Linked DNA regions of Pan troglodytes: region 2 is linked to region 1. The links are chromatin contacts, called in public Hi-C maps. All regions are on one chromosome and are shown on one strand. The core of a region is the stretch at or near the end of the contact, and the rest is flanking DNA. Distances in the headings are between cores, read along the strand shown.

The links. Hi-C and Micro-C count contacts between places; a contact is called where the count stands out from the background.
Region 2: a contact with region 1 is called in a Hi-C map of induced pluripotent stem cells, with 4 times the contacts expected there. The contact joins two enhancer-like sites. A contact is called at or near these places in 2 of 7 Hi-C or Micro-C datasets (both in induced pluripotent stem cells).

Annotation. Positions count from the first base shown.
Region 1 is chr2:135,047,105-135,052,545 of NHGRI_mPanTro3-v2.0_pri, reverse strand. All of the region lies in intron 4 of CPNE4 (copine 4), which reads left to right. Among named protein-coding and RNA genes, the nearest start is that of MRPL3, 300 kb to the right of the region's middle. Within about 2 kb of position 2,030, at least 4 of the 24 cell types and tissues checked have an H3K27ac peak or open chromatin away from gene starts, as enhancers often do. A contact at or near this core is called in induced pluripotent stem cells, where this site is marked.
Region 2 is chr2:135,427,766-135,433,206 of NHGRI_mPanTro3-v2.0_pri, reverse strand. The region is part of intron 2 of CPNE4 (copine 4); the gene reads left to right. Among named protein-coding and RNA genes, the nearest start is that of TRNAC-GCA, 49 kb to the left of the region's middle. Within about 2 kb of position 2,201, at least 1 of the 24 cell types and tissues checked has an H3K27ac peak or open chromatin away from gene starts, as enhancers often do. A contact at or near this core is called in induced pluripotent stem cells, where this site is marked.

The DNA of each region.
Region 1 (5,441 bases), core at 781-3,280:
ATACCACCTGATATACATTGAGGTGTCCTAATTCAGCTGATTATTTGATCAGGCTGAGAAGAGAAGAAGAAGTCACTCCTTGCTTGCTTCTAAACACTTGCCTAGTTGAGAAAAAGTTGGAAGGTTGAAACACTTCCTTTCTGGACTCTCAAGTATCACAAAAAACTATCATATCAGACTCAAAGATCACTTCTTCCAGGAGGCTTTTTTTCTCATCACCACCTCATAAACTAGGCTGGATGATGTTCCTAGGTGTTAATTTTCATAACACTGTAGGTATACATTTAACATCAGACTTAGACCATTTTTTGTGTTTGTAATGATCTGATTTTATATGTCCCCTAACTCTGTTATGGTGTGATATACTTAAGGGTAGAAACAATATCCTATTTATCTTCCCATTGTCTTGTACAGGTCATGAAACAGAGTAGGCCCCTGGTGGTGACTGAATGAGCATTGCCTGCATCTCCACACATACATCTTAATTGGCAGATACTTGTGAGTGAGGCCTTTGAAGAGTGTTCATTTCATAATTACGGCACAGGTTCAATGATAGAGCACCTGAGGTCCTATGTCCCATAATTGGCTATTTGCGGGTGTTATAGACTGAATGTGTTCCCCCTCCCAAATACATATGTTGAAGTCCTAACCCCCAAAGTGATGGTATTTGAAGATAAGGCCTCTGAGGAGGTTATAAATGTTAAAGGAGGTCATAAGGGTGGGACCCTAATCTGATAGGGCTGGTGCCCTTGTAAGAAAGAAAGAGCCACCAGAGGTCTCTTTCTCAGTCATTTGAGGACATAGCAAGAGAGCAGTTGTCTGCAAACCAGGAAGAGAACCCTCACTGGGAACCAAATTGGTGGGTACCTATATCTTGTACTTGCCAGCCTCCAGAGTATGGGTAAATTTAAACCACCCAGTCTGTGGTATTTTATTATGGCAATTTGAGCTGAGTAATGCATGGGGTAATTTTATTCACTGAGCGCACTGGTAGACAGGCCTCTACACAGCTCATTCAGTGAGTTTTGATGTAAAAGGCATCGATGTGTTATATCTGAGCAGGATAGCTTATATATCTCAGAACATCTACCTTAGTGTTAGTGCACGATTACCAACCAGATTGCCATTGCTAGATGGAGGATAATACTTAACCCAGCCTTGTGTATCTATTGTATTTAAAGTGTCAGTAAAGTTTATAACTAGAGTTTCTCATTTCCGTGGTCCTAGTTCCTGCAGAATAGATGAAAACATGTAATGAGCTGTCCTGAGTGTTAGCCTCTTCTGGGATGTACATTTGGCAAGCTTGCAATACAATGTAAATGCAGTTTCTGGTAGAGTCTCTAGCGAACCCTTTTGGCCACACTCTGGGAGTTCTCTGTGACAAAATGAACTGGTTAGTCTGGATTAGTCAGTGCTGTAAACCAGTCACCACGATGGTCCCTTCATGCTTCAAAAATCATGGAAAGAGCCCCAGTAAATTGGAGATTTCCTGTACTGCCTTTACCCAGAAGCCACCTCTTGCCAGAGTTCAGGGCCCCTTACTCAGAAAATATTAAATCTGAGAAAAGATTGAAGGTAGGTCATTGCAAATCATGAGGGGTGTGAAGTATTCTGCTTTGAGCCCATCCCTCCTTGACAAATAAAAAACGCCAAGAAAGATGTGCTTGATGGGGCCAGCATCTCAATCTAGAATTCAGACTTTCATAGCTGAAGAATATCAAAGCCACTGTGACCTATGGAGTTTATACAGCATGGGGTAAAGCTGAAGCGAAGACATGTCTAGAGGTTGCAGGTGACTGGCCCTATCAGGAGTAAATAGAAACCATTCTGCCCTTTCCAGAGAAAGAGAGAACAGTCTGCTGGTTGAAGGCAAAGCATTGTTACTTTTGCAAAGAAAGTTAAACTTGCCAACGTCATTAGATGAAAAGACTACGTGCGTATTATTCTAACCACAAAGCAATGGCAGTGAGAGGAAGGCTCCTGCAGCTGCTTGAGTGAGCCACAGTGGCACTGATGCTCTTTGAGTGGGAGGTTTCTGTTCATTTGCAAATGCGATGACATTTTCAGCTTTTTGTACCAGGAACAGAAGCACCTTGGGAAGCTTGTGGTTGAATGCATTCTCCCTAGAGAGCAGCAAATTAGGTTAAATTCATTTACTGATGGAGGGTCCAGGGGAAGGGGGACCCTGGGGAGGAGGGGGCAGATGGTGTGTGGCAGTGACTTATTCTAGTTTGAATTGACTTAGAAAAAATGTATTTATTTGCTTCCTTTCTCCAACCTTCATCATTTCCTCCAAAGACTGCAAGCATAGACTTATACAACATGTCCTCTTTGCAGAAAGCTGTGAGGTGGTTGTGTGCTCTTGACCTGAGCGAGCAGGCCCAGAATCAATGAATGTGTGTGTAATTAAACTCCGGGGGATGAGACACCCGACTTCATCCCAATTAGAGATTCAATTCAACAGCAAGTTTGATAAAAAGGGAGGTCGGTAGTGACCAAACTAACCCTGCTACGTCGTTAACGAGGCTGAAGATGATTCCAAAATGGCTTAATGTGGCAGAAGTCTTCTCACAAGATGGCTATGATTCAAATAACCTTGGACAGCTGTGATGGAAGAGCAAATAAATAGCTCCTTTTACAAAAAAAAACTCTTGTCATCTCCTCTAGCCAAAGATATTAGAGCCCAGAGGAACCTTATTTGGTGCTGAGTCCACCCTTTCAATTTCCAAAAAGAGAAAAGAACTCTGATAAGTTAAATGACATGGAATTGGAGATGTCAACTGAAGAATCATGAGGTTCATAAATGTGGAAACGAGAGCTTTATTTCTCATAAAGCGTTGCAACCTGCATGGTGGCCATTCTGACAGACTGGGAAGCATAGCCTCTGGCCAGGAGCCAAAAACAGACTCTTCAAGGGAGGAGAAAAGGGAACAGGAATGTGTGCTGAGGTGGCCACATTTACATATTTAGTAAGCTATAAGAGGAGTCATAAATATTTTTAAAAGGAGAAACACACACATTCACAATTGAGCTTCATGATTCTCCAGGGGACCCATGTTCAAAATACAGCCTCGTTAGCGTGACCCGAGGGTGGTGTTTTCAGCCCTCTGATGACAAATGTGAAGCACAGGACACAAAAACCCCTAATGTACACCCTCCATAGACTGGCCAGAACCACTTCATAGTCAGTGGTCTCTTATCAGGAAGAAATGCTGGTCAGTTGTTTTGTTAAAACCACAAAAGGGAGGGGCAGTCATTACTGGTCAGTTGATATCAGTGGTAGAGTCTCTGTAAAGGGCTGGTTTCTGTTTGGTCCTTAGGGAAGAAAGCTTAATGGTGATTATCAAGGGTGGGGATATTACAAGGAATGTCTGACCTCACATACTGTCATGACTGAGAACTCAGTTTTCAAGATTACTCTGAGGTCCCCTTGGCCAAGAGGGGTTCTGTTCAGTCAGTTGGCGGATTTGGGATTTCATTTTTATTTCTCAGAGGCTTTTATTAATATGTTTCTCTGTGCTTTGATGCTTATGCCTCTCACTCTGTAATTCTGAACCCAACCATTGCCCTATAGGCGGTGTCTACAAACCAGGGGTCATCCAACAGTAACAATAAGAATATTTCCAAGTGCTGACGGAAAGAGCTCTAGATTTTTTTTGTCAACTCACTAGCAGATATTTGACTCACTGGAAGATTTTCTGCTGGGATAGAATATTTCACCTCTCTCAATAGCAGAGTTTTCATCTGCAAAATAAAGCAATAAACAACTAACCAAAATAGTAGTACTGCCATGGCTAAGCCACGACAGATGGCAGTGTTGCAGAAATAAGAAAAATGTTCCCTCTGGTGGTTGAAGATGGGAAACACACCCTTTCCTCTGGGCTGACTTTCCCCTAAGGGAGGCGACTGCCTTGGTGAGGGACTGAGTTTCATTCCTCAAGCTTTCATCCAGGCACGCTTTTATAGCACACAAGCTACACACTCATATGTGGGAACTCTGGTACTCAACTACCTAGTACTCAACTCAAGCCTCAACTACCCAGGGAGTGAAGGGAGAACATAAGGAAGAACATCTACCTGTAAAAGTAGGTTGTAAGTTTTAGCACTCCTTATCAAGGCAAGTCCTATTAAGATATTGAAAGTGGAGGAATACAGGAAGATCCTTTATAGCAAAATTGGGCTTGGATATCTAAGTTGAAATTCATTCTACCACTAAGGGCTTTATACCAAAGTCAACCACATCCCTAGAAATGCAGTGTCCAGCTGGGTGTGGTGGCTCACGCCAGTAATCCCAGCACTTTGGGAGGCCGAGGTGGGTGGATCACAAGGTCAAGAGAACGACACCATCCTGGCCAACATGGTGAAACCCCATCTCTACTAACAATACAAAAATTAGCTGGGCATGGTGATGCGCACCTGTAGTGCCAACTACTCAGGAGGCTGAGGCAGGAGAATCGCTTGAAGCCAGGAGGAGGAGGTTGCAGGTTGCAGTGAGCTGAGATCATGCCACTGCACTCCAGCCTGGCAACAGAGCAAGACTCCATCTAAAAAAAAAAAAAAAAGTTGTTTCCAAAATTGAACTGGATTTTCAATGAGTATTTTCTTGAGAAAGTTCCCTGAAGGATGATCATAAAGGTCTGTATGTCAGGATACATCCCAAGGAGAAGTGTCATTCCTCAGAGGCAGTCAGAGATGACTCCTGTTTGCATGGCATGTTAAGACCTCGATAATCCTGCATACATATGCATACATTCTTACAGTCACTGTCCCAGTGAGTTGTAATTATTTGAATAAATATGCATGTAAACATGAGTTAAAAAACTAACTTGATAATTCTGTTGCTTCTTAGGATGGCTACATACCATAGGCAAGAAAATGGGAGAGCAACCACTGACAAGCTCATAGAAACAGGGCATGTGATATGTGAGTGACTGGAGAATGGAAGGAGTAACTCCTGACATGAGGACTCTAATCTCATGTATACAGACATGAAGGTTTACAAGTCTGTTGCCCTCTTCTCTGACTCTCTTCTCTTTAAAGAGGTGATATTTGAGCGGAGACCTGGGTGATGAGAAGAAGCCAGCCAGTGTGCCAATCTGAGTATTAAGTATTCCAGAAAGAGGAAATAGCCAGTGCAAAAGTCCATAGGCAGGTACAAATTCTGTGTGTTTTAAAAAAGAAATAGATTTGTATATTTGGATCTTAGTGAGTGAGAGAGATAGTGACTATGTATCAGAAATGCAGATGCTCCACCTACAGAAATTCCACAACTAGTCTAGGGTGGTGCCCAGGCATTGGTGTTTGGGATTTTTGGTTGTTGTTGCTGCTGCTGCTGCTGTTGATCTTGTTGTTATTTTAGGTTCTCCCAGTAATTCTAATCACAGACTAAAGATAACTGATATAGAGCTTTATAGGGTATGGGAAAAAGTTTGGCTTCTAAG
Region 2 (5,441 bases), core at 952-3,451, 380 kb before region 1:
AGCTTCTGGAAACAAATAGAAATGGAATAAATACCTTTAGAAATGAAAGGCCCACATGTACTTCTAATTATTAAACATAATTCAGTTTCATTTGATTTATGTCTGTGTCACTCCTTTCTTTGCAGTGACATGCCCTTGCAGAGGGTGATCTGTGTGGCCTCTCCTGGTGGCAAGGCATTCCATGGAAGTGGTTTACAAGAATACTATGAAGTATATCATGAAGACACATTTGAATTTCCATGTGATTATCACATGGAGATTCCTTTTCCTCAGTGGCCAAGATTATTGATATTTATTATTGCTTCCCACTCTTCAGTTTTCAGTTTATAGCTCCTAATATTTTTTTTTAAGAAATGTGTCTTAAAATCACTGAGTACAGCATTCCATTTACAACCCTTGTTACTTGGAAAAATTTGAAAAATAACTTGTTCTTGGTTCAATAATGCTGAGCAATTTACGGGTTTCTCATCCCTTTATAAGAATACTAGAAACAATTCATTTTTTTCTCAGTAAAAACAAGTTTTTCAGTTCAGTCATTGTGAATCCCATACTTGTTCTTCTCAGTGAAGATAATGGACTGAGATAACACCACTTTTCCTGAATGAGAATAAGAGAATCACAGGCAAGTTGCCATTGGATTACTACAGCTTTGATTTGGCTAGAGTTTTTGTAGCTCTCCTCCTTTATATATGATAATAAAAAATTTATGTTTTCTCATTTAAAAGTGTCTTTTAGCCAACTACCTGCTAAGAATCAGAATATAGGAGATTTAAATATCATGAAACAATTAGTGAATGCTGCAGACATTATGCATTACCTTCCTTTAGTCCTTGCTAATAGGACCACAGTATAATTCCTGGCAGCAATATGTCCAGTTTCAATGGAACACTTAGGATTCGTGTAAACATATTATGGCTTTCTGGCTCTCCTTTGCCAGATAATTGCTATCTCTGCCTCCTTGGAAGCTAGGGATAGAACTGGAATGTCAATGTCCTAAAGGAAAAATTCTCTAACTTGGCTGTTCCCACCCATATTGCTTCTTGCCTTGGGACCTTCAAGTGACAAGTCTGTGATAAAACACTGAATCCTTCGGAAGGCGGAGAAAAGGATAGTAGTTACTGAATTTTTGAAGACACATTTCAGCTGCTGAACCACCCATAGATTTTTTTACCTCTGGGTTTTTAAACAGTAAACCATGGATGTCTTTTAAAGTTGAAGCTACTGGCTGTTAGACTTTTTGTTATTTGTAGCCTAATGCACACTGACTGATGTAATAGAAGTGAACATCATATTTCCACATCTGTAACAGCCACAGACTCTAGCCCAGGGTAAGGACAAGTCTCTGTCAGATTATGAGGTGCTCCTCTACATTCTCTGCTTAAGTATGTGCCACCCATTTATTCATAAATTCAGCTTACATCCATTTGCTTTTAATATGGGTTCTTTTCTCTGCCATCTAGGATCTTCTGAGCATTTTGTTTAATATTTCCAGATAACAGTGAGTACTAGGTGAGCCTATTTCTATCCCAGCATTATAATGAATACTTTACTTTTCAGACTGTATGACTATCTCTTTGGTCTAAAGCAGTACTATCTAATAGAAATATAATGAGGGTGACATGTAATTTTTCTAAAAGGAGAAAAATACATGTACATTACAATACAACAGTAATATCTTATCCAATGCAATGGTTAGAGTGAAACGTAATCCTACCAAACAATAAAGTTGTGTTTAATGGAAAAAATATTTTGCATTGCTTCAGTTTTAAAATGAAAATTAAATAAAATTAAAATTGTAGTTCCTCCATTGCACCGGCCACATTTCAAGGGCTCAATAGCTACATGTGGCTATTGGCTACTGTATTAGATAGGTCAGACCTATTCTCTAAACTCCTTGAGGGCAGGAACTGTGTTCTATCTAGGTTTTACCTTAGTTACTGCTTCTTCTGGAACCCTTTTCAGGTACTCCAAGATGGGGTTAAGTGCACCTGTTATGTGCTCCTACAGCCCTCTGTGCTAACTTCTATGGTGGGGTGCTTATACAGCCTGTGTTGCAATTACTTATTTCCTTGCAATTACGTTCATTTTCTGAAGATCTGTGTCTGAATCTGTGCACTGGAGTCTGCCCTACTCCCTCAGTCTGGTTGGTGCTAGGGCCTGTCTCGGACTTGCTGAGTTTCTTCTGCCTCCATCAGCAACTGGTTGTATGATCAGCCTCACTGCAGAGGCAATGACTCCACTGGCTTCCTGAGCCTGGGCTCCCCCTGGAGTGCTTCATCATGGCTTATGCCTTATCTTGATTTACATGTTGTGGTCTCCTGATATAGACTGGCCCAAAACCATGCTTGTACAGTCTTGGGATTTCCTGTTTCACCTGCCAGACTAGATTTCCTCCCAAGGCAACCTCAATTTACAATTGTTTGGGTTGTAAGCGACAGGGCACTCCTCCAGGGGATATTTTCTTGTAGTGACTGTAGATGTGAATAGTTATTTTGACAACATTCCAGCAGATGGCAGTAAAGTGTTTTGAGCAAGGGTTACCTTTTTCTAATTTGCACAAGGTCCCCGAATAAACTAGCATCTGTGCTGCCAGTAGAGCCCACCTGTAAACCTAGCAGAAGATCTAGTTGCAGCTTCTTGCTCCTTTCCTCTCACCCCTTATCCTTGTAGTTAATCATACCTGGCCAGGTATAGAGAAGATGTAGTAAATTGGAAAAGCCTCATATTTGGGGAATGAGATACATTTCTTTAATCTCATTTCCTGTTGCCAAGCATCACAGGATACTGCTGCAGGGACCACCTCCAGCTTGCCTCAGTCTTTGTACTCTGCTTTCATTCCCTTTCTTTCTGTAATCATGTGTAGACAATGCCTACACTCTAGGATGATTCTGATTAAGCTGCTTGTATGGAGCATCAGTTTCTTTATGGGCACCAATTGTGTTTATCTCTACAGATTGGAGGAACATTCTGTACAGGATTTGTTTTTTAAGAAATCCATTTAAAACCATTAGAAGGAAAGAGCAGAGAAATGAAAGGGCACTATCTAGTGGTTCTAAGAGAAGGAAGGTGCTGAAATGCTTATGATGCTAATTTTCCTTTTAGTCTCAGTTGTCTGGAGTACAGGAATGGTATCTAACTGTTAGAGATGTGAGAGATCTATAAAGCTGTGAGCATCTCTCTCTGCGGAAGTCCATCATCAGGAAAAATGCATTTCTTTAATTACTGGCTCAATGAAGATGCATTTCAAAGTGCATTTGGGAAGGAGAATCTATAACCACCCTCCTGTAGGCCTATACTCCAGCCCTCAACTCGGTAGGTTCCAGGGAAGAAAGCACATCACAACATGTGGCATTCACTCAGTCTGTCCTGTTTCACAGAGCTGACTTTATCCCAGATAACCACCCCCTTCTCCCCACCTTTTCTGGAAATGCATTTCTGCTTAAGAGAGAAAACTCAGTCATTATCTGGTTTGGTTCCTTTGGGGTTGGACTATTACAGATTATTTTTTGATGGTTTGGGGGTCAACTTGATAGAGGGATACGGCATCATGACATACTGTTCAGGAGAACTGCCTGCTGATTTGGCATGGTGGAAATTTTCTCAACTTTCTTTCTAGAAGCTATGTAACAGATATGGCTAAGGTTAAAGGGAATTTGTCACATTGTGAGACATTTTATGGGTGTGAAATGGTTCTAGCATTGGTATTCATTGTCAAGTAGTTATGTAGCTTTGGAAATTTGTCCTTTTTGGATCCTGCTTCTCTTACATTAAATGTCAGATATGAAAGAGAAATTTCTGGAATTCTGACTTTGCATTCTATGTAATCTGGAACATATTTCCACTGCAAATATTGAACTTCTAAGAGGAAGAATAGCAAATGCCTACCTTGCCCATGATCAATTCCACTACTCTATTCTCTTGGTCTAGGCTTAGGTGTGGACTCAGAATCTTTCTCCACACAGTGCCTAGGAGGCCACTACCAATCACTTGAAGTTGACCTTAAAGGTGGAAGCTTCTTGCTGATCCTGGATGGTGAGAATTCAAGGTTCCACACTGTTCATCACATTGAGGTTTCCATTTTCTTATCAGCTTCTAAGGACAATTTGGTTTTCATGGCAACAGTTATCTTCACAGACTCACCAGGATAAACTCTCATATTCAATTTTCAACATATGTCAACGAATGAATATCTGAATGTGAAAACAAATGAAATGAAATGCAGCAAACAGTAACAATAAGGACAGAGGCTATATCAATATTAATGAATGATGTTTGTGCTATGCTATATGAAGTAGGAGAGAGAGAGGATTTATAAAAAATCTTAAATTTGGTCTGGAAGAACATCCTCACATCTCAGTATAGGGAAAAAAGTCCCGCTTGGCTAATAACATGTTAGCAGTTCATAGTCTCTTTTCTTCAGGGACAAGAACCACTATGTTCAAGGCCTTACATCCTATGTACATTTATGCTAATCCTTGAATCTTATTTAAATGCAGTATTATATAGTCAGTACTTATTCATGGTATCCATTTTCACTGGTGATTCTCAGACTTTATGGGTAACAGAATTTCCTAGGGAGTTTAAAAAAATATGATTTTGTGGGCCCCATCTCCACAGAGTTTGACTTAATAGATCTGAGGCGATGCCTAAGAATATGACTTTTAAAATCAAGTCCCTCATATTTCTTAGGTCATAATTTGCAAAATGGTCACCATGCTCAGGTGAAATATTTCTCTCTTGAGCCTAAAGTCAAGTATGATGGCTTTCATTTGTCATGTAAGTGGCCACATGGTGCAATAATTTAATTCTGTGGTGCTCAGCTTGCGTTACATGTTAAAGAGTAGATTCAGGAAGCTGTATGGTGAACAGTGGTGGTTCTTGAGAATGACCCCTAATGGCAAAAATATTCATCTATCTGTGTGATAATATTACACTTTTGGTATCCCCTGATGGAAAAACATATGGAATAATAAGATGCTATGAGTTCAGTAACACTTACAGCCATCTAGATTTCATTAGTCCCAACAGCACTTATGAACATTCCAAGGTCTTGGTGTATATATGTTTGAAATATATCATGTAGTTAATCAACACATGGTAGATTAGAAGACCTCATGAAAGAATTTCATATGCTAACCCATTCCATGTGTCCTCTCTCCTCTCTACCCTAAGGGGTTCTTGACAGAAATTTGAATTTTTCAGAATAAGGAGAAGCCCAGAAGACTTGAGTTTGAATTATACAAATAATGGATACTGGCTGAGTCATATAGTTACTTAATCCATAAAACTAAATTTCTGTAAAAAGATGATGACACATATATATTAGATATGCTTTTATTTCCAATTCAGAGGGTACATGTGCAGGTTTATTTCATCGGTATATAGTGTAATGCTGAGATTTGGAGTACAATTTGTCTTGTCACCCAGGTAGTGAGCATAGT